4 separate regions of the Mus musculus genome follow, and all the other regions are linked to region 1. Evidence: chromatin contacts called from public Hi-C and capture Hi-C data. All regions are on one chromosome and are shown on one strand. Each heading gives the region's core, a stretch centred on a gene start, on an enhancer-like site or on the middle of the called end of the contact. The rest is flanking DNA. Distances are from core to core; before and after follow the strand shown. Region 1 has its middle 45 kb from the start of Gm33308. Region 2 has its middle 30 kb from the start of Gm40375. Region 3 has its middle 89 kb from the start of Gm40375. Region 4 has its middle 63 kb from the start of Gm40375.

Region 1 (5,939 bases), core at 3,017-5,516:
ACACAAGCTGCCAAAGGAGATAAGCAGTGAAGGGTCCTTTCCAGCTATAAAGCCTGTGTTTCGCAATAGCAAGGTATGCTCAGCACAGCAAGGTATCCCTGAGAGTGCAATCGTGGCACTTACATATTCTGAATAATCAATAGCTATCCTACTAGACTGAGGGTCCACTTAATAGCAAGACAAACATACTAACAGGGTAGAAATTAATACAGATGAGACTAGGAGAACAGAGCGTAGAACTCAGTCAATCACAGTTGGTTCTTTGAAAACTAAATGGGATTGACAACTCTCTAACCAACAAAAGGGAAAGGGGGCTGAGTTAATAAATTAGAAGTGACCAAGAGAAGGAAAGGTACTGGAGCCTCCAGTGAGACCTAACCGTTAAAGAAAACTCCAATTTCATGGCCCCAAAGACTGAAAGATGGAAAAGAAGTTGATAAATCCTAGATGCATGCAACCTACAAAACTGAAATCTAGAGCATGTAAACAAGAATTAGAGCAGAAATGAAGTGCTGCCACACAAAGAAAAGTTAGGAATGGAAGAACCCAGTGCCAGCTTCTACCAAAGCCTAAAAGGGTTAACACGAATGCTTTCTGACCTAAGGAAAAATTTTAGCCGCCCTCCCCCCCCCCCCGCATGTCTTAGTTAGGGTTTTACTGCTGTGAACAGACACCATGACCAAGGCATCTCTTTTTTTTTCATTTTTTTATTAGATATTTTCTTCATTTACATTGCAAATGCTATCCTGAAAGTCCCCTATACCCTCTCCCTGCCCAGCTTCCCAACCCACCCACTCCCACTTCCTGGCCCTGGCATTCTCCTGTACTGGGGCATATGATCTTTGCAAGCCAAGGGCCTCTCCTTCCATTGCTGGCTGACTAGGCTATCTTCTGCTATATATGCAGCTAGAGACACGAGCTCTGGGGGTACTGGTTAGTTCATATTGTTGATCCACCTATAGGGTTGCAGACCCCTTTAGCTCCTTGGGTACTTTCTCTAGCTCCTTCATTAGGGGTCCTGTGTTCCATCTAATAGATGGCTGTGAGCATCCACTTCTGTATTTGCCAGGCACTGGCATAGCCTCACAAGAGGTAGCTATACAAGGGTCCTGTCAGCATAATCTTGCTGGCATATGCAATAGTATCTGGGTTTGGTGGTTGTATATGGGATGGATCCCCAGGTGGGACAGTCTCTGGATGGTCCAAGGCATCTCTTATAAAAACAACATTTAATTGGGGCTGGCTTACAGGTTCAGAGGTTCAGTCCGTTGTCATCAAGGTGGGGCATGGCAGTGTCTAGGCAGATGGTGGGATGGGAAGAACTGGGAGTTCTATATCTTCATCTGATGACTGCTATGAGAAGACTGACTTCCAGGCAGCTAGGAGGAGGGTATTAAAGCCTAAGCCCACAGTGACATACCTACTCCAACAAGGCCACACCTCCAAATAGTGCCACTCCCTGGGTCAAGCATATACAAACCATCACACACCACATAACATTTTAATTAATTCTCTGGGAGTTTCATATCATATACCCCAATCACAATACCTTTCCAGTCCTTCCATGTCTGCCCTCTATTATCTCCCCCACCAAAGAAGTAAAAAAGAAAAAAAAAACAAAACAAACAAACAAAAAAATACAACAAAAACCAAGTCCACTTTGTGTTATCTATATACTCACTGGAACACGGTCAAATCCTTAGTGGCGTGCACCTTAAATAGAACTGAGTCCTTTCCTCACCTGCACCCTGGCCAGAAGCCATCAATTATGGAGGGCTACATTTCAGCATCCCATCACACTTTTTAAGAGTTCTCTTCAGTGCCTTCCTGTCTAGGCTGTTACTGTTTGGGGGGTGGGGTGGAGGTTGGGGTGGGTGTAGGGGTTGTCATAGAAGATTGTATGTCCTCCCTCTCCACTGTGGGTATGCAGTCATCCATCTAACAGCAAAAGTAGCTTCCTTGCTCTTCACAGTCAATGGGAACAAAGATCATGGGCTTCTACACAGTTTCCAGTGACGTCATAGACCATGAACAAGGTCCTTGTTGCAGTAGGACCCCAGACCCAAACAAGACCCTTGCAGGCTGCCCCAACTGCCTGTGGACATATCACCTTAGGTGGCTGTGCAGGCTACTCAGACCAGTATGTACTCCTTCCCTGCTTCCCCCCCCCCCCCCCACGCTGGGGACAGCATGACCCAAGGAGATCAACATGGCTCCGGGTAGTAGACCACAAACCACAGACCTCTGCCTGGCCTTTGATGGTAAATTAGACCATGAACATCAACACACACCTTGGTGGCAATAGGACCTTTGTCCCAGATGTGGCCCTCAATGGCAGCAAGGACCCAGCATGGGTGGTTGCAGGCCTGGCTGGCTTATCAGACTGTTGGCTCTTCTGCCTGCACATCAGCCCCAGGTGGGGGGGGGTGTTCAATTTTTTTTTCCTGATGAATACTGATGCAAAAGTTTTCAATTAAATTATTCCTAACTTGACCTGGCTTGGAGGCACAAACCTTTAATCACAGCAGCTGGGAGAGAGAGACAGGCATATCTGTGAGCTTGAGGCCAGCCTACTTTACAGAGTGAGTTCTGGACTACACAGAGAGACCGTGTGTGTGTGTGTGTGTGTGTGTGTGTGTGTGTGTGTGTGTGTGTGTGTGAGCGTGCATGCTCTCTCGTGCACATGTACACACACACACACACACACACACACACAGAGCTATTGAAAACTGAATTCAAGAACACACCAAGGAGATTATGCACTGTGACTTAGTTGTTTTTACCCTGAGATGCAGAATGGTTCAACATACATAGCCCAAAACTTATAATGCAAGATATAAATAGACTTGAGGTAAAAACAGAATCACATGGTCATTTCTATCAATGCTAGTCAGACCCTTGGCAACACTCAACATCACTTTGTGATAAAATCCCAGAACAAGCTAGGAATAGAAAGAACATAGTTAAACACAACAGAGGTTGTATATGACCAACCCATAGTTAATCTTATAATAAATGAGGAAAAGCTCAGAGCACTTTTCTTATAGTCTGGGTGGAGTGAAGGATACACACTCCTTCCATCCTTATTGCATACAGTACACAATGGTTTAACCAGAGGAATAAGACAAGAGAATTATGTTTGCTATAACTATTCGTCTACAAGACTCTGTGTGAATAGAAGTCCTTACTACCCTTGAAGCATACACCCAGGACTAAAATTGCTGGGTCACAGAATGGCTCTGTCTATCTTACATGGATTTTGAATATGACAGGGAAACTGGTTACCTGGAGAATAATGAACAGGGTGATTGAATACAGTGGACAAAACGCTGTAACCATGGGTCTCCTAAATTCTACAGTGCACACCGCTGAGTAAGGAGTCAGGAGTGATTAATCCATAGACTGGTGAAATATTCCCTCACAGAAATACCAGTTTATCAGGTTCACATTGCTAGGGTGTGGTGTAACCTAGACCTGCTAGAGATGATGCAATATTTGAATTTCAGCAACCCCCCCCCCCAAAAAAAAACCAAAAACAAAAAACGGATGGAAATTCCCCACATGAAAATGAAGCAGGGCTGGTGAGGTGGCTCCCTTGACAAAGCATTTGCTTCAGGACATGATGACCTGAGTTCGATCCCCAGTACCCACAAGGTGGAGGGAGCCAATCTGCTCCTGCAATTGTCGTTTGATCACAAGGACAGCACAACACCCAGTGAATAACAGATAAGTGGAAAGCAAAATGAAGGAAGTAAAAAGCAGCTGTTTAGTGGTAGTAGTTTGATGTCCATTGCAGTGGACTATGAGTTCTTTACTAACTCAAAAACTTCTATATAGCTAGAAGAAACGAACAAACAAAAACAAAACAAAGAAAGAAAGAAAAAGGAGACAAGGTTAAATCACTAAGTGCCCACAGAAGCCAGAGAAATGATGAATGAGTTAACAAATCAGGCCTCTCTGGGTGCCCTGCTTCAAAGAACCTTGGCGAATGTGGTAGTCTCCAGAATATGTCACTTAAATCCAGACTTCGTAAAAACACAAAATGACAACCACGGAAAATGTACTGACATTTAAACCAAGCCCTGGGCGACGATGGGTAAGCTCCTGTAATAAAGAAAAGAGAAAAGAGACCGAGAAAGAAAGGGCGAGGGAAATCGGCTACAGGAAAAAACCCCAGACTTTCAAGCTGATAAACTTGAAGAGCAGGGAGTGTGATCTAAGGCGCCTCGTTTTAAAATACCTCAAAATTACCACAAGGTGGCGCTCTCGGGAATTTGACGCTCCAGACAATCCTGCTTCCCTGAAGTCCCGCTTTGTAGAAGGGTGGGCTGAAGGAGATGAGCCAGGCAAGGCTGCTGTGCCCTCTTCAAGGCCTGGGGTAGCTCTTTGACTTCCAAGCCTAATCTTACTCTCAGCGCGAGATCCATTAAAAACAGATCTTGGTGAGGCAGTCTGAGTCGGTGCTGCTGACCCCTACAGGCCACACTTGGAGTAGCAAAGGCTTAAACAACTGGAGAAATGAAGACTCGAATCTATCATGTTTAGAAAATTGTTTACAGAACAGCCTCTGTTCTGACCAATGGGATGATTCCATTACTAAGGTATAATGTTTGGGTTGTGACTTCAAAATACACGAGTATCTTCTACGTATTTCTGGATAGAATATCGACACAGGGATTAGTTCTTTTGGTTCGCCTAAAAGAGGACATTAACCTTGGAATGACTAAGCAAAACCACGAAAGCAACTTCCTCTCCTTCTCTCTCTCTCCCTCCCTGCCTCCCTTCCATCTTTTCCTCCTCACTCTCTCTCTGTTCCTCTCTTCCTTCTTAACAGAGTCTCACTAGGCTGCCCAGTCTGACCCCAAACCCAAGATTCTCACGCCTCACCCTTCTGAGGGGTTTGTTTGTTAATAGAGAAACCTAAAGCTGCAACCTTTTAAAACTCCTGCTATCCAGAGCCCAGCAAATGGAAGCGAGTCTCCTCTGCCAAAGCCAGGCTGCTAATTTATTAAGTCCAGTTAGAGGGACAGAATTCACGTGACTTAGGAAGCTGAGCGGCTTGTGGAAATGTTGACAGTGTGCCGAGGACCAGACACTAGGTGGAGCTTTCAGAAATGACTCTTGAAACCACAGTACAAAATGGTGTCACTGGGCAGCTGCTGTGTTGGCCATGTCCTGGTGAGGACGTCACTCTGAGCAGGAAGTTGTCAGGATTGCTGTGTGCTCCACAGGTCTGCCCCTGCTGCAGTGTGTACCAGGAAAACCAGGCCCTGTGGACTCATAACAGTCAAAATAGCAGTGACTGGCACTGAGACCTCTGCCCATCTAGTGGCAGAGAGGGCCAGTTCCAGAGGTGCCTGCCAGCTAAGGCTTGTACTGATGCATCGGGTTGGCTACATCTAAGTCTAACTTAAAACCAAATCTAGGTCCAGTACCTGGGAGATGGAGGCAGGGGGATGGATGAGGATCCAAGATCACACTTGGCTATGTGGGAAGTTTGAGACCAGCCTGGGCTACCAGAGACCCTATGTGAAAAAAAAAAACATCTAAATAATATATCTACTGTGGAATATGGAAAACGTAGTTTTCAGCTTTCTGGACTCAAAGGCTCAAGAAAATACTGTAAGCAAGGGAAGTCTGGAACCCTCTGCCCTCAAACTTCACCAGAATCCAGAGAAAATAGAGAAGAGCAATAATGAAATTGTGGAGCTTTGAATAAGAAGGGGCCCATAGGCTCATATTTGGATGCTTAGGGAATGGCACTAGGAGGCGTGGCCTTGTTGGAGGAAGTGTGTTATGGAAGTTGGAGTGGGGTTGGGGAGGTTCAGGGGTGGGGATAGGTGGGTAGTGGGTGAGTAGTGGGTGATTGGTATTTCAAATACTCAAGCCAGGCCCAGTGGCTCTCTCTGTTCCTGTTGTCTGCTGTTCCAGATCTCAGC
Region 2 (5,891 bases), core at 1,062-3,561, 140 kb after region 1:
CCTGAGCCTTGGGATTACAGGAGCCCAGTATATATGGTACTCAGATTTGAACCCAGGGCTTCAGCAAAACTAATTACCTAGTACTTTGTGCCAAATAATTAATGAGGGAAAAGGTAATAAGCCTAGCATCACTTTCTTTGTTAACTTAAAAAATCACTAGCTTTGGAGGTCACACATGTCTTAGTGTCACCATTGCTGTGATGAAACACTGTGGCCAAAAGCAACTTGGGGGAGGAAAGGGTTTATTTGGCTTATGCCTCGACTACAGTACATCATTGAAGGAAGTCAGGACAGGAACTCAAGCAGGGAAGGAACTTGGAGGCAGGAGATGATACAAAGGGGAGGTGCTTGCAATTCTAGTTTGTTCCTCATGGCTTACTCAACCTGTTTTTTTTTTTTTTTTTTTTTTATAGGACCCAAGACCACCAGTCCAGGGATGGCACCATGCACAATGAGCTGGCCTCTCCTGTTCATCACTCATTAAAATGCCCCCAAAGGCTTCCCTGCAACTCAGTCTTCTGGAAGTATTTTCTCCATTGAGGTTTCCTCCTCTTAGATGACTCTAGTTTGTGTCAAGTTGACATAAACCTAGCCAGGATAACATAACTACACAGTACATCATTAGCTTCCCACTAGCTTTGCTGTAAAAAAAACACCTCCATTGTGTGGGTGATGATAAGCAGTTGCTTGGGGTAATTTTTAGGGACTTGGAAGCCAGTTTTGCTGCTAACCCTTGGGACTGCAGATGTCAAATGGATTGGCATTTTCTATGTCGTCTGCCACTTGCTGCTTAATCTTTTGTTCAGATCTCCCTGAGATCTGCAAATGGGCATACTGATCACCCAAATGTGTTTTGTTTCAGAACTGGACTTGCCTAGTTCCTTCTTACTTTAAGGTTAAAGATGATAAGAAATACCAAACTGTGAAAGGAGGACTAAGAGGTTAGCACCCAGGTTCCTTGAAGAAAGATCTTAATGTCACTCCCCTTGACAAGTCTCTTTCTCCTTCGTTATTACTATGCTATACTATAGCTTCTCAGTCTTTTAGGTTTGAGAAGCTGACTTGCAAGCAAACAACTGTGTTCCTGGGACACTAAGTCTTTCTTGTCTCATCTCCCTGTTTCCTGGGTCAACGACTTTCTCAGCTAATAGCAGATTTGGACCCTTTTACTGGATAAAATATAGGATTGTGGTTCTGAAGTTTGCTTCTGTCTAGATAGACTGTTATTTTTCTGGCCTTTTGGTGTGCTTTGTATTATTTTGGGTGTGCTATATGCTAAATCTGGTAATAGGCTTTTAGGGTGAGGTTTAAGTGAAGGTTTAAGACCTTCTAGGTCTTAAAGTCTAGGCAGTCAGCTTTGTTGGATATTTCCTCTAACTGTTGTAACAGAAACCTCTGTTTCTTTTCTTCTTGTTGTCTTTGAGCTTCTCTGAGAACTTCTTAAACAGGAGTTGTGTCTTGTGTCATCCTCAGTTGTAAAGTACTTTTACACTGGTGCTTATTGGCATGGTGGTGTGGGAGGATGAAGAAGAAGAGAGGGTCTGAGCTCTGTTAATATGGTAGTATGATGGAGGGAAAGTTCTGAGCATTCTCACATTAAGCTCAAGAAAAAAGGTGGAAGGCACATTTTTGGGCTTAGCTCAAGGTCATAGAATGCATGTTTGAAAGTTAGAAGATTGTTGGGGAACTGGCGAGATAGCTCAGTAGGTAAAGCTGAGTCTGAACCCCCAACTCTCATGTAAATGTCAAGCTTGGTGGTACATGCCCCTAATCCTAACACAGGGTCACAGAGACAGGAGGATCCTGGTGGCTTACTTGAGAGCTAACATAGTTAATTGGTGAGGTCCAGGTTCAATGAGAGCCTCTGTCTTAAAAAAAAAAAAAGGTGGAAAGCAGTCAAGACCTCCAGTGTCAAATTCTAGCCTTGGTACATGGGCATGCGCACACACATATTACACACACACACACACACACACACACACACACACACACACACACACGCACAGACACACATCACACACACAGAGACACACAGACAGACACACATACATACATACACACACACACACACACACACACACACACACACATCAAGAATATAAGAAAAATTGTGGTCAAGAGCACTTGAGAATATTCTCAAATTTCTCTAAAAAGTTTCAACTGAGAAGCAGGAAAGGGCATTTTGAAGGTGTGTTAACAAAGGGTTTTGCCCCTGAAGGCATCTATTTTACCTACACACTTGTCTTCAGATATTCCACTGTTTCTTCCTGGAGGGTTTGAAAGTGAGTCATTTTCCTGAAACTGCCAGAGCTCCTCCCTCAATGAGGAAGCAAGCTGGGTTTTAGGTTCACTAGGGTAGCCTAATGCCATGCCTCTGACTCCCTTCCTAAGTGTTTTATTTTAAAGGCACATGTAATTATGACATAAGCCATGAATCAAATCACTAAGTTCTATAGCCCAGAAAATATAGACATAATGTCCTGAGGAATCCAGCCCAAAGCACTGCTGTGTCAACAGGTCAACTGAAAAGAATAAGGAGAAAGGGATACTGCTGTCATAGCTTACTCTAAGGATTAAGATATGCTTTCCATAATTGATTTCTTTGTTGGTGGCATTGAAAGGATCTCTTTCCAGACTATACCATGACCATAGGACACTGAAGACATGTCTGGAATCTGGACACCAGTTAGTAATCCTACTAATAATTCCAGTGCAACGTCACGAATATTATGTCAGTATTTGGAGTTGAAATTCAGATGGGAGACCTGTACTAGTATTCAGAGACTAATACTTAGGCAGTCTGACACTGACCACTGACTGACAGTTCCTCCTGAAAATCCATGCTTTTAAGCACTTGTCAGGAATTCAGTAGGAAAGTACTTTTCTTTTTTTTTTTTTTTTTCCTTGAATATACCTGGTCCATTCGTTCTGAACAGTCATGGATTAGAAGGCCCATGACATCGGCAGCAGAATGACTGACTAGGTTGAGGGACTGACTTTTACAGTCAGATGGGAACACCTAGGAGCTAAGCCAGGTGCTGTAACATTTGTGCTGCGTCTTAGCAGGTGATGAGCTTTTAGTTCTACAACACTGACATCCTGGTATCGGTCATATTGCCAGCGGCTGCTCATCTAACAGATCCTGTTGTAAAAGGGAATGAACACACATAAATGGATGCTTTCAAATCTTTCAACTGACTTCACAGGCAGAGGCTGGTAAAACTGTTGTTTCTTCTTTTCTTGACACTCTTTTGTGTCATATCCCGTCTTCGATAGAACATATAAGACGGTAGTCAGTAGTATGTGGTTCTCACACTGAATAAAACTCGATCTTTTCTTCCATATTGGACTAATATAACCCAAGGCTCCTCAGAGGGAATCTAAGCTGTACTGAAGGAAGCTGAATGAGGTCAGTTCTGCTCTGTTTGGGAGTAGACACAGATTCTTTCTATACCTCTGTCTCTGCATGGTTTGAACATTCCATCTTCCCCAGTTCTCTTCTGATTGCAGACGTCGTGCTGATTTGGCTCACTGTGACTGTGACAAGGGCTGATGGGACCCTTGCCTAAGGTGTCTTCTTCCTTCTGGTTAGCTGGAGGGGGTTGCCAGCAAGGCAGCTAGCTTCCTGATGTCTAATTCCTCTTCACCTACAAGTCTGTAGCTGAATACCTCAAAGATAACCTCTGGTTCTTTAGCCAGCTTTTGGCCTTTTCTCTGGATACAAGGATGGGTGATCTGGTTACCACATGTTGTAAGACTTTTATTTGGTCAAATATATATAATTTTGTAGTTATTATAATTCAGGACAAAAATCTTATAGCAAACAGAATTGATACAAAATTCTTTAATATTTTTCTTTCATTGATGCACGTGGCAAATACTTTTAATACCAGTAGTCAGAATGCAGAGGCATGGGGATCTCTGTAACTTCAGTACCAGCATAGTCTACATAATGAGTTCCAGAATGGCCAGGGATACATAGTGAGACCTTGCCTCATAATTTTGTTTCCTCACGAAAACAAATTCATGATTACGACTTCTTTCATATTTTATCCATTACTTTACTGATTGCTTTTTTATTCTTATTTTGATATATTTCCTTAAATTTATATTTTGAAACAAAACTTAAATAAGACTTTAAATTAGACCGACATCATTAGTTTATTCAATGAAAGAACATTGTTTCTTATATTTTCTTATTAAAAGCACATTTTAGTCTTGTACTATTTCATACATGTTTACATGCATTAGTGAAACTTTTAAACTCTTTTTTAAAAATAATTTTCCTTTTATTGAAAATAGCTTTTTCCTCACATAATATGTCCTGATTATGGTTTACCCTTCCTCTACTCCTTCCTGTTCCTCTCTACCTCCCTTCTCCTCCACTCCCTTTCTGTTGCTCATTAGAAAACAGACAGGCTTCTAAGCAGTAATGATTCCAAAGGAAAAGAATGTTTCTAAAGAATAATAATTCTAAAGAAGAATAGTAATTCTAAGGAATAAAGATAAAACAGTAAAATAAAACAAAAACTAACACAACAGAGTTGGACAAGACAGAGAAGATACAATGATCCAAGACCCATTTGGGCTCACACTCAGGGATCTCATAAAAACACTATACTGGAAATAATAATATTTATAATCAGAATATCTGGTGCAGAGCCACACAAGGTTTGTGCATGTTGCCTCAGTCTATGTGAGTTTATGAGTTTTGATCATGTTGGTATAGAAGTCCTTGTTTACTTGGAAGATGTAGAATATGAGTCTAGAAGCTACAGACAGATCTTATTAGGACAGGGAAATAGAACAGATAGTTATGGATAGATGGAGAAGGAGCTAGAACAGGAGGAACAAGTGGGGGAAGGGAGAAGAGAGGGGTTAAGGGAGGGAATATGGGAAAGATGGCTAAAATTTAGGGCCATTTGAGGAGTATGTTGGTAGAGCTGGCTCTTGGGATATGGGAACCTGCCATACTGATTGTGATAGTGGTTGCATAAGCTTGCACTCCCTCCAGCAAAGGATGAACATTCCCCTGGCTCCTTATGCTTGCTAGTATGAGCTGTCGCTTGTTTTATTGATCTTATTGATCTTACATTCTGATTAGTGTATGATGAAATTTCAAAGTAGTTTTGATTTGCATTTCCTTGATGACTAAGGATGTTGAACATTTCTAAGTGGTTTTGACCCACTTGAGTTTCCTCTTTTTAGAATTCTCTGTTTAGATCTATATCCCATTTTACGGTCCCACAATAACCAGCCTCTTGGAAACTACTGAATCCTTCCCCACCCAGATCCCTACCAGAAGCCACTTGATTGTGGAGAGTTACACTTCAGCATCTTTATCACAATTTTCAAGAGTTTTCTTTGGTGACTTTCTGTCTAGGCTGTTATGTTTTGGGGAGGTGCAGTGGGGTAGATGTAGGGGTTGCCACAAGAGCCTTCTGTGTTCCTCTTTCTCAACTGTGAATCTGTAGCCGTCAATATGATGACAAATGTAGTTTCCTTGCCCATTACAGTTAGTAGAAACATGAATCATGGACCTATACATGGTTCTGGAGACTACAGGGACCACAGACATCCTCATAATCTCTGGTGTCAGCATATATCCTGGACATCAGCATGCTCTCTGATGTCAGTACAGACCACAGTCATCAACATGGCACTCTGCCATAGTAGGAACATAGACCAGACATGGCCTTCTACGACTGTATGAACCCAGACATCACCATGGTCTAGGTGGCAGCACAAGCCACTCTCTTCAATATGTCCACATAGGCAGCACAATTCATGGACATAAACATAGATTCAGACTATGACATAGACCTTGGACATCCACATGGCTTTTGGTGGTAACATGATCATGGATATCAACATGGACCCCAGCTGCAGTA
Region 3 (5,421 bases), core at 243-2,742, 190 kb after region 1:
GTACTGGTGCTTGAACCCAGGGCCATGAATATTTGAGGGAAACACTATGTTCTTGAACTCCCTGCAAAGAATTAAATATAGTTTTTAAATGTAAGTGTACCTCATTCAATATTAAGGAGATATTTCTACTAGTTTAGCACATTCATGGCCTTGAGTTCTATCTGTAACACTCAAATATTAGGGTGGTAAGGAGCAAAGCGGGAACCAGGATTCATGATAAAGCTGCCACAGGCCACAGAGGATCCTTGGCCATGCATTCTGAAAAATAGAGGGTCCATGCTGAAATCATGAAGATTGTATTTGTCTGCTGGAACATGGACAGAAGATAAAATAGTAAGGACTAAAGGCTGAAGGTAGAGTTCAGGGTATATGCACTTAGCATGTGTGAGGCCCTGGGTTCAGTCCCAAAGAGATGAAGCAGTGGGAAAAGGAGGAGGAGGAGGAAGAGGAAGAAGAGAAGGAGGAAGAAAAAGAAGAAGAAAGGAGAAAGAAAGAAGAAAAGAAGAAAGACTCAGACTATGTTCGTAGTGTCATAACTTCCTGTTGTGGATAGTCCTGGGGCTAATTGTAATTGATGTTAATTCTGTTTTCCCATGAGGGGTTTCCAAGAAGGAATGAGTCAGCACTCAGATGATTTCCTGTAAATCTGCTCCCACCTTAATTTATAAATAAATGCTAGAGCTGGGCAGAGAAAGAGGGGAAGGTGGAGCTGAAGGTTTTGGAAGAGAAGGAGAGAAAGTGAGAATGACAGAGGAGGAAGAAGGAAAGTGGAATAGAAGCACCTGGCCTGGAGAAGCTGCAAGTTCTAAGGGATCTCTTCTATGGGGAAGATGGTAGTGTAATGGTAGATCTGCCCAATCTAGGCACTATATAGCATGCATTCATATTAATTGAGTTGTGTTTTCATTGCCCGGGCTTATTTGTGTTGGATATTTACTACAACAACTTCCTTTATATAACAAATGATTTATACTGTTAGTATTTCCTAACATATTTATTAATTTTGTGTGTTGGAGGGGCATATACATAGTTCTTTTCTTCCCTGCGTTTGGGTCCTGGGCATTGAACTTGAGTCACTAGGCTTGATGGCAAGTGTCTTTATTTTTTGAACCATATTGCCATCCCCTATGGAATTAAATTTGAACAGCCACTCTAACCTAAATTGGGTAATTCTAGGAATAAACATTAGTTTGCAGGCTGTATTTTCTCATCTGGTCCCCTTACCATCGTGAACGCCAGAAAATATCTAAATGCCTTTATGTCACAGTATATGTAGGCAGGCTCCAGACATACTCACTCTGAGTCTTTAACAAGAATTATACTCATATACATATTTTCGTACATTAACATTTGGGAGGTTGGTCTATCATTGTATGTTTCACTTCAGGAAGTCAGTTCGAGTTGTTCTCAGTTTTGTTCACCAAAGCTGCTTGTAGAAAGTGGCAGAGATTGAGTGGGGCTTTGAGGATGAGCCAGCTGTAATTTCCTCCTTAAGGCCCGAGTCATGGTTGGAGTGAGTCCAGTTCCTGTTTCCATGTTTTCTTTATTGTTAAGAGAGGCCCCTTTCTAACTGGACTTTTCTCAGCAGTTTCAGGAGATTGATTTGGCTTTTACCAGGAGTAATTAAGACATTTTTAATTCGAGTTGCTGACATCCTGGAGTTAGGTTTCAGGGTAATACAATGCAGATCAGAGACAGTTAGTGAAGTCCATTCCTCTGGTGGTGATGGTACAAGTATCTTTCTTTTGTCAATACTCTGTGTCTTTTTTAATTTCACAGTGAGCAGATCTTTAACTGTTATATGCATGGGTCCATCTTTCTTTAATGGATCAACTTGAAGTGCTTTAGTGGTACCAGATTTTCTGAGCAGCAAAGGTGCTAAGAGTGGTGGAGATGGAGGAAGGGGGAAGGAGGAGGAGGGGAAGGAGGAGGAGGGGTAGGAGGAGGAGACTGCGGCAGAGTGGGAGGATGACTGGCTGGCTGTGTGGGAGGAAGTGTGGTTGTTGGAGCACAGGCAGGCACAGTTATAAGTTTATCACTCAGGCAACACGTGTGGCAACAACTTGAACAAGATGAGTTTTCTGAGATACTCTTTGGGTTTTTTTGAAGCTTGCACAATTCACTTTTCAAAACACACAGTTGTTGTTTTAGACTGTGAAGTTCTCTGTGGTAGACTGTATCTTTCAATACTTCTAAACTCCAGCTGGGCTACACAGGTCTGACTGCAACTGTATATGCACCATGCTCTATTTGTCCAAAGGTTTATTGCATCTTTGATGTTAGGAAAGCTAAAGTTCTAAAGTTCCAAGATGATCATAGTCAGTTTCTACTTTGGGGAATAACCACTCTTTCTGGTATGGGTGGTGAAGGAGGGGGTGTCAGTAACTTAGGGAGGACCTAAGGGGCTTCTTTCTTCTTAAACACTCATTTGGTTTTGGCTTTTAGCTTTCTTCTTCACTGTTTGAACTTGGGCATGATTTTAGTCTAAGAGCCTGGGGATTAGATGTCAGACCTAAGCCTCTTCCACGCCATAAAGAAAACCTAATATCCACATTTTGAATGTAGCCTGAGGCAACCATCTCATGGTTAACCCATCTTTGTTCTTTCCCAAAGGATGAGCATGATAAGCCTTCTCAACCCAGCCTTCTAGCTTTTAGTTTCTAGAGGATGGTGACACTACCGACCTTCAATAAATTAATCCCATTTTAATCTCATATCAAGAGTCTTAAGTCAGCCTAAGTGTCCTGATGCACGTTATATTTTTCCCCTGCAGCTTTAAATACACATTTATGTCATCTCTTAGACTAAAATCATGCCCAAGTTCAAACAGTGAAGAAGAAAGCCCAGGACTCCCCCTCTACCTCTCATTGCCATTACCTCATCTATCATTCTTCAGAAAGCCTCTCTAGTCACACAGTGCAGTGCAGAGTTACAACCAGTCACCCCCTGTCTGTGCCCTAATATAAAACCTTTACCTTCCCTTTATCTATAACTCTTATGCTTTTATGCCCCCCTCTATGGGGCCCAACCTTTCTGCAGAACAGGGGTTGCTCACTCTCCTAATTTCTAGAGTCTTGCCTGGGTTTCTAGAAAGCAGGCACTCCATTAACACATGTCACTAAATGTAGAAGGAACGGGATGGGAAAGAGGAAAGGCTTTGGACAAAGGCCAGATGCTTTGAGTTGATTTAGCCTAGGACAAAATTCCAGTCATTCGCTAAAGTCAGGTCCTTCTGGTCTATCCTAGGAGCCATCACTGTGTTCTCTAAAGCTGGAATCTGAAAGCATACAGTCGTACAGAAACCTGAACAGTAGTTTAATTTACTAAGGGATCCAACCTTGAAATAGTTAAAAAAAAAAAAAAAGTTTCTTGGGAGATTGCAAGGCAGCTCTGGCACTCTGAGTTCTTACACAAGCAAACTAAAATCCAGCTCAGGATAAAAGGTCATAATACAGGAAAGCAAACATTAAGTGTGGCCAATCACAAGCAGCCAGCAGAGATCAGTTAGAAAACCAGACTTTCCACTGAGTGATTCAGACAGGAAAGGCCACTGCTCTATTCTCAAGGATCCAGCATCCCCTTTGCCTCACTTCCACATTCCCAGTGTCCTCCCCATCTGCCCTTTGGCAGATCCCTAAACCACTTCTTGTTTGGAGCTACTGGCAGTGGCCTGGGAGAACCAGTGAAAGCCCACAGAAGCCTTGAAGGTCAAAGCACTGACCTGTGTGGGTAAAGAAGACATGGAAGGGCAAAGAATAACAAAGAGACGTGATTGAATTTCAATTATAGCACAGGAGTTTCAAAGGAATGCTACCATGTTGCTCATGTGCCTCCCACATGTGTCCTGTGAAAAGTACTATCCCCAACTAACCTACATACACACTCAATTTGTGTGTATATATACTATGTATGCATGTGTATGCATATACATACATAGCAGAAGTTCAATAATTTAAAAGATCCTTTAGCAGAGTCCTACCTTACTCCTCTATTATTTTTCACCAGAAGGAACCACCAGTTAGGTTTCTAGCTGTAAGTATGACATTTATTGTATGCATATGTAAATATATCTCCACACATGCAAACTCATCAAGACTAAGATCTTCGTGTGTGTGTGTGTGTGTGTGTGTGTGTGTGTGTGTGTGTGTGTGTGTGAAGCATAGTGGGCTGCATCCTCTCATTGAGTATTCTATCTTAGCTCATATAGACATTTAATTTTTTTTTAAATTATGGTCAGAACACTTGAGATCTACATTCCTAAATGTTTAACTGTATAGTGGGTCATTACTTTTGAAATTGCTACATAATATACTTACTATAAGCTCATGGTATTTAGCCAGTCCTCCACAAATGAATATTTAATGTGTTTTTAGCTTATTCTATTTACAGCAATGCTGCAATGAGAATCCCCATGCATATGTGGCCAGCCAAAGTCCAGCTGAAGCAGATGGTATATTTAGAACTTAACTGGAGAATTTTATAATGCAGAGGCTATTTGCACAAATGCTGGCAGGATTAATGGAACCAATAATAAACAACTAAGCCCCCAGGAGCTAGCAATAGTGAGAAACCTTTGCCAACTCTAGGCATGAAGGGACAGGGGAGGATACAGGGTTACTGGAGGCTGGTGATAGTATTGTAGGGGAGCAAGGAGAATGAACACCCCATCTCAACAGAAGCAAGCCCAAGAGAGGCATTCCATGCAGGTTAGCCTGTGAAGCAGGGCAGGAAGAGCTGGGCTGAATAGATCCCACACACTGGAGAATAATCAGTATGGTGTGTTTTTACATAAATGTGCCACAAATCTGTTAGAAATTATTCCTGAAAGTAAAATTTTATTGTCAGTGAGAAGAAAGGAGCTAGCTAATCCCATAAGATCCCAGTGACAGCCTTTCTCAAATAGGAGGATGTAATGCTTAGTTATGCACATGGTGCCTCAGAATAAGACTACATTTCCCAGACTTCCTTGTAACCAAAGTGATGGAAAAGGAAGTGCCATACAGCAGCTTCTGAGACTCTTGTCTGAGGTCAGCTGATTTGTTTTGTCCCTTGTGCAGTTTGTTATCTGTGGTATATTTCACATGTTGCTAAGACCACACACACCACTTGGGTTATGCTTTGTGGCTGGAAGGAACCAAGTTCCTGAGAGCTATACAGAGTGAAAGCTGTCATTCTGCTCTCAAACTTACTTATCTCTGTGCTGCATTTATTTTGGAGAAAAATTAATTTGGTATGTAGTTACTTTCTGTGCTATATAGCTGAACCTAATCATAACATTTAATGGGTACAAAAGCATAATCACTTGGAATTTTATTTTCAAGCTGAATGCCTATTTTTTAAAATTACACACACACACACACACACACACACACACACACACACACACACACATTCTATTCGTTCTATGAGGCTGGAGAGATG
Region 4 (5,376 bases), core at 944-3,443, 170 kb after region 1:
ATAGTCAGATGTATACTTATTGGCATACTTTGTTATTTAAGGAAACCAAGAAGTATCTCACCTGTCAAAACCATCACTTCAGGGCAAATACTCTGTGTGTGTGTCATTGAACACAGCAACTAGACAGTAAGAACCCTGGAAGATATTTAAAGCACATAATTAGCCAGATTAAAGTAACCTGAAGAGGATTTGTACATGAAAAGGAAGTTTGGGTTTAAGAAACCTCCTAATCTTCTCAGCTCTTACAAAACAACAAGTTGATCCCAAGGATCTAGAAGAGCAAGAAGCTTGGCCTTCTCCAGCCATGGCATCTAGACAATACTTCCTCTTTGTTCTCTCTCTCTGGATACCTCAGAGGCAGCTACACTGTGGACACATGATGGAGGAGCTTCCTCACAGGCACTCTTCTCTAATCAACAGCAACTCATAGCTAGGGCCAGGAGCTCCTTCTGTAATTACTGAGGGCTACAAAGAGCGTTTCTGTGCACCCTGTCTGCAGAGATTTGTTGCATTTAAGGTTCAGAAATTTAAAACCTTAAAATGAAAACATTTAAATTGTTTTTAAATAACCATCAAAAGCATATTAAATAATGTGGGTTTGGGGAGGGGGACTAATTTCCAAAGGAAAATAAAAATAAAAGTAATATTGAGAAGAGCAATAGTCCCATGATTCATTATTTTTGCCCATATCTTTGATGGTGGCCTTCATAAAAGGCAGTGGCTTTACACATTTTCTTCATTTAGTCTAGTGTATAGTCCGTGTAACATCCTGCTGTCCACTCATGAGGGAAAAGTAAATAATGCCACAGTGTTACCTGTAATTTCCTCTTCCTACTTCTGTTTGGCATGCCTGCTGAATCTTCCTTTTTCAAGTGTTCCCAATAACTTCCCAGATGTTGTCAGATCTAAAGGTGAATTCACTGGAGATTTTTGGGACGGCTTTGGGGGCATGGATACAGGTACTGAAGAATGAGCGTGGGCTTGCCAAGACAGGGTAGGAGGAAGGGCTCAAGGATCAGTAAAACTAGAAGTCCAGTGGTCACTGTGAAGGGGGCCAATGCCGTGGTGAGGAGTTTGTTGCTATTGAAGGCTGTAAGAAGTTAAGGAAAATGAAGCTATGGGAGAAGGGTATTAAACAGCAGGAAGACAGACATGAAAGGATGTAGATACTAATTTGGTAGAATGGAGAGTGACTATCTGTCTATTCACTAGCAACACGTTGAGCACCTATTCTGTGCCAGACAGTTGATTTAGTTTTTGCAATAAAGCAAATCCTATGTGCTAAAAATAAAGTCAGGAGCATGTGGTTGTCACTTAGATGAGGTTTGGGGAACTGCTGAAGTTCCTCATTGTTGAGCCTCTCCGGGATGAGCAATGCACAATAACCATGGATTCTTCCCTGCAAAACCAGTCTCCATTTGGGCATTGTCAGAGCTGGTAGAGAAAATCAAAGAGAAAGCCAACTGAAGGTATTAATGAGACTGCAGTTAAAGTGATTGACCCTCAATTCCAGAACTTTAAAAAATATGAGGTATATTTTATATAGCACAAACTTTGCCATTATTCAGTGACATTTGACAGATTTTTGTGCAAAAAGTAACTTGTATCTGGTCTCAGTGAATTTCATCACCCCCAAAGAAAATTCTGTAACAGTTAAGTGGTCATCTCTCATTTGTGTCTCTCCCAAGCCCCAGACACCATCATCTTTGCTGTCTCTATAGAGCTTCATATGAATAGAGTATATGGATAGTAAAATCTAGCCCCTTGGACTGGAATTTCATTTCATGTCACAACTTCAATATTCATGTTTTAGGTTTTATACTTGTTCCTTTTCACTGCCGGACAATATTTTGTTTATGCTTATACTATATTTTTATCTACCCACAACTAATACACATTGGGTTGGTCTCGCATTTTGAGAACACCATCTTTTAATAATGATGAACAAGTATGTTTCTGTGTGTATATGTGTGTTTGTAGAGTGTGTGTGTGTGTGTATGTGTGTGTGTGCTTTCATTTCTTTGGAGGCATAACAGGAATGGACTTGTTAGGTGGTAAGGAAACTTTATACTTAATGTTTTGAGGACAAGCCAAAATATTCCCCAGACTGTTGCAGGTTTACCAGCAGCCCACAAGGACCCCAGTCCTTCAAGACTTTGTCAACACTTGGGTTTTTTGTTTAGTTTAGTTTAGTTTTGTTTTGTTAAACAGCCATCCCTGTCATTCCCTAATGACTAATGCAAGTAGGCAACTATTGTGTAAGAACCTGTCATCTGAAACAATTATTTGGTGACGTGTCTGTTTGATTCCCATCCAACTTCTTTAGTAATTTTGCTGTTGATTTTAGAGAGTTCTTTTCTTATTCTGAATGTAAACCTTTGGTCAGATATTTAACTTTCTCCAAGTATTTTCTCCTGGTGTTCAGCCTGCCCGTTCACACTCTTTAAGAGCGCCTTTTATAGAGCAGAAGCTTCACTTTTCTCACAGCCTTCCCTGCCCTCTTACTCGGAGAACATGCCTTTTCTGCTCTGTACCCACTTTCTGAAGGCTTCTCCCTACCCTTTTCTCTAAGCATTTTTATTAGTGTTATATAGTACATTTACACCTATGACTCACTTGAGTTAATTTTTATATCATCTATAAATTCAGGTCAAAGTTTACTTAATTATCAACCTTGCCCTCAAATAGTTTGCTGTTCAAGTAATATTGCTGAAACTATTTTTAAAATGCATTGAATTTGCTTTGTGCATCTGTCTGAAACTGGCTGGCTAATTGTGTAGCGATTCTGGCTGTGTCTCATTTCACAGCACATGCTTGACGATTGTAGATTTACAAATCGTGTTAAACGTGGGTTGTCCAATGTCTTCAACTTTACTTTCTTAAATCTTTGGTTATTCTACTTTTTTATACTTCAATTTAGAATATTGTTGATATCTATACAATTAGTTTAACAATTTGGTTGGAATTCGTCTGTAGATCAGTTTGAGGAAAGATGGTATTTTAACAGTTTTGATTCTTCTACCCATGAATGTGTATGTGGAACCTCTCTCTCTGTCTCTCTCTCTCTCTCTCTCTCTCTCTCCCTCTCTCTCTCTCTCTCTCTCTCTGTCTCTGTCTCTCTGTCTCTCTGTCTCTCTGTCTCTCTCTCTCTCTCTCTCTCTCTCTCTCTCTTTCTCTTCTTGTTTAGTTTGGTTTTCCTTATCCATGTTCTGTAGTTGAAACATTCAGAGCCTAAACCTATCCTGTTAGATTTATGTGTCTTAGTTTTTCACAGTTGTGACAAAGATATCTGACAGAACAATAAAAGATCCATTTTGACTCACCATTTTGAAGGGTTATATCCATGGATGTTTGACATCATGCCTGGGCAAAACATCATATTTATGAGAACCTGTGACAGAGGTGGATATTCATCTTACAGCTGGCAAGAAGCAGAGAGACATGAGGAATGTTCCCTGTAACATACTTCCTCCAACTAAGTCCTACTAGAATGTCTTAATAAAGTACAACCTTCTGGGGCCAAATATCTAATAAGGTATGTGTTAGGCATGTCGTAGTCATACCATCAAAATTGTTTAGGTTTGGTGTTTAAAAAATTATACTTAAAATTATTCATATTCCAACTGTTCATTGATAGTAATTAGCCTGTTTTTTTTTTTAAATAGTGTTAGGGATTATATTCTGTGACTCTATTAAACTGATCAGTTCTGAGAACATTTTGTAATTCCTTAGGAGTTTTTCCCAGTATTGGATAATGAGTCTAGGGTCCCAGAGTGCTAGCAGGCCTTTACTACAGAGCTCACATTCCTACATTTCTTGCCCATTTGAGTTTAATTTGAAACAATTGAATTTGCATTATTCCTATTTCATTTTCCTTGAGTAGCTGGAATTACAGGCGCATTTCTCCCAAGAGCTCTACATGGAAAGGGGCCCATTCCTGCTTGGATGACAACTAGGCTTTTCTTCAGACTGTTGGTCAGGCTTTGTTTCACTTTTCTATGTTCATCTCACATCCCCAAGGCAGAGTAGCTTGAGAACAGCAGAAAAACATAAGGAGAGCCCCTCACACTCACTGGGTTCCATCTGTCATGAATTTTCTGTTGGGTTTTAGGTGTTCCTTATAAGACAGTGGTGCCCTGAAACCTAGAATTGCTATCAGGACAGAGCTAAGGGGGAGAGAAGAGAGAAGCAACAAGGAAAAAAGTCTACTGAAGGCAAGTTACCACTCCATTTCTGGTCCCATGACCCTTTTAGAGTTCAATGCTGAGTTGAGCCTCAGGTCAAACCCAACAGGAGATAGAAGGGAAGACAATTGCTCTGTAGTACAGCTTAATGTCAGGCATGGTGATTCCATCAGAGGTGCTTTTATTGTTGAGAATAGTTTTTGCTATCCTAGGTTTTTTATTTTTTCCAGATGAATTTGCAAATTGCCCTTTCTATCTTAGTCACAACTTGAGTTGGAATTTTGATGGGGATTGCATTGAATCTGTAGATTGCTTTCGGCAGGATAGCCATTTTGACTACATTAATCCTGCCAATCCATGAGCATAGGAGATCTTTCCATCTTCTGAGATCTTCTTTAATTTCTTTCTTCAGAGACTTGAAGTTCTTATCATACAGATCTTTCACTTCCTTAGTTAGAGTCACACCAAGGTATTTTATATTATTTGTGACTATTGTGAAGGGTGTTGTTTCCTTAATTTCTTTCTCAGTCCGTTTATCCTTTGTGTAGAGAAAGGCCATTGATTTGTTTGAGTTAATTTTATATCCAGCTACTGCACTGAAGCTGTTTATCAGGTTTAGGAGTTCTGTGGTGGAATTTTTGGGGTCACTTATATATACTAACATATCATCTGAAAATAGTGATATTTTGAATTCTTCCTTTCCAATTTGTATCCCCTTGACGTCCTTTTGTTGTGAAATTGCTCTGGCTAGAACTTCAAGTACTATATTGAATAGGTAGGGAGAAAGTGGGCAGCCTTGCCTAGTCCCTGATTTTAGTGGGATTGCTTCGAGTTTCTCTCCATTTAGTTTGATGTTGGCTACTGGTTTGCTGTAGATTGCTTTTATTATGTTTAGGTATGGGCCTTGAATTCCTGATCTTTCCAAGACTTTTATGATGAACGGATGTTGGATTTTGTCAAATGCTTTCTCAGCATCTAATGAGATGATCATGTGGATTTTGTCTTTGAGTTTGTTTATACAGTGGATTACATTGATGGATTTCCATATATTAAACCATCCCGGCATCCCTGGGATGAACCCTACTTGGTCATGATGGATGATCGTTTTGATGTGTTCTTGGATTCAGTTTGCGAGGATTTTATTGACTATTTCTGCATTGATATTCATAAGGGAATTGGTCTGAAGTTCTCT

The links. A called contact is a pair of places that touch in the nucleus more often than the background predicts. Capture Hi-C pulls out chosen DNA fragments and counts their contacts.
Region 2: a Hi-C map of bone marrow-derived macrophages shows a contact between it and region 1, with 5 times the contacts expected there. The contact joins two enhancer-like sites. A contact is called at or near these places in 2 of 484 Hi-C or Micro-C datasets (both in bone marrow-derived macrophages) and 1 of 9 other capture datasets (bone marrow-derived macrophages).
Region 3: a contact with region 1 is called in a capture Hi-C map of bone marrow-derived macrophages, with 5 times the contacts expected there. The contact joins two enhancer-like sites. A contact is called at or near these places in 3 of 484 Hi-C or Micro-C datasets (the THB-7 cell line and bone marrow-derived macrophages), 1 of 115 datasets of contacts at active chromatin or transcription factors (bone marrow-derived macrophages) and 1 of 9 other capture datasets (bone marrow-derived macrophages).
Region 4: a Hi-C map of bone marrow-derived macrophages shows a contact between it and region 1, with 24 read pairs. The contact joins two enhancer-like sites. A contact is called at or near these places in 3 of 15 datasets of contacts at CTCF or cohesin (CD8 T cells, large pre-B cells and pro-B cells), 6 of 484 Hi-C or Micro-C datasets (the HL-1 cell line, Sertoli cells, the THB-7 cell line and 3 more) and 1 of 115 datasets of contacts at active chromatin or transcription factors (intestinal villus epithelium).

What each region holds. Positions count from the first base shown.
Region 1 is chr12:32,287,830-32,293,768 of GRCm38.p6, forward strand. No RefSeq gene overlaps it. Among named protein-coding and RNA genes, the nearest start is that of Gm33308, 45 kb to the left of the region's middle. Within about 2 kb of position 4,267, at least 191 of the 459 cell types and tissues checked have an H3K27ac peak or open chromatin away from gene starts, as enhancers often do. A contact at or near this core is called in bone marrow-derived macrophages and intestinal villus epithelium, where this site is marked.
Region 2 is chr12:32,425,705-32,431,595 of GRCm38.p6, forward strand. No RefSeq gene overlaps it. Among named protein-coding and RNA genes, the nearest start is that of Gm40375, 30 kb to the left of the region's middle. Within about 2 kb of position 2,312, at least 15 of the 459 cell types and tissues checked have an H3K27ac peak or open chromatin away from gene starts, as enhancers often do. A contact at or near this core is called in bone marrow-derived macrophages, where this site is marked.
Region 3 is chr12:32,484,944-32,490,364 of GRCm38.p6, forward strand. It overlaps the pseudogene Gm17820. Among named protein-coding and RNA genes, the nearest start is that of Gm40375, 89 kb to the left of the region's middle. Within about 2 kb of position 1,493, at least 39 of the 459 cell types and tissues checked have an H3K27ac peak or open chromatin away from gene starts, as enhancers often do. A contact at or near this core is called in bone marrow-derived macrophages, where this site is marked.
Region 4 is chr12:32,458,233-32,463,608 of GRCm38.p6, forward strand. No RefSeq gene overlaps it. Among named protein-coding and RNA genes, the nearest start is that of Gm40375, 63 kb to the left of the region's middle. Within about 2 kb of position 2,194, at least 21 of the 459 cell types and tissues checked have an H3K27ac peak or open chromatin away from gene starts, as enhancers often do. A contact at or near this core is called in bone marrow-derived macrophages and intestinal villus epithelium, where this site is marked.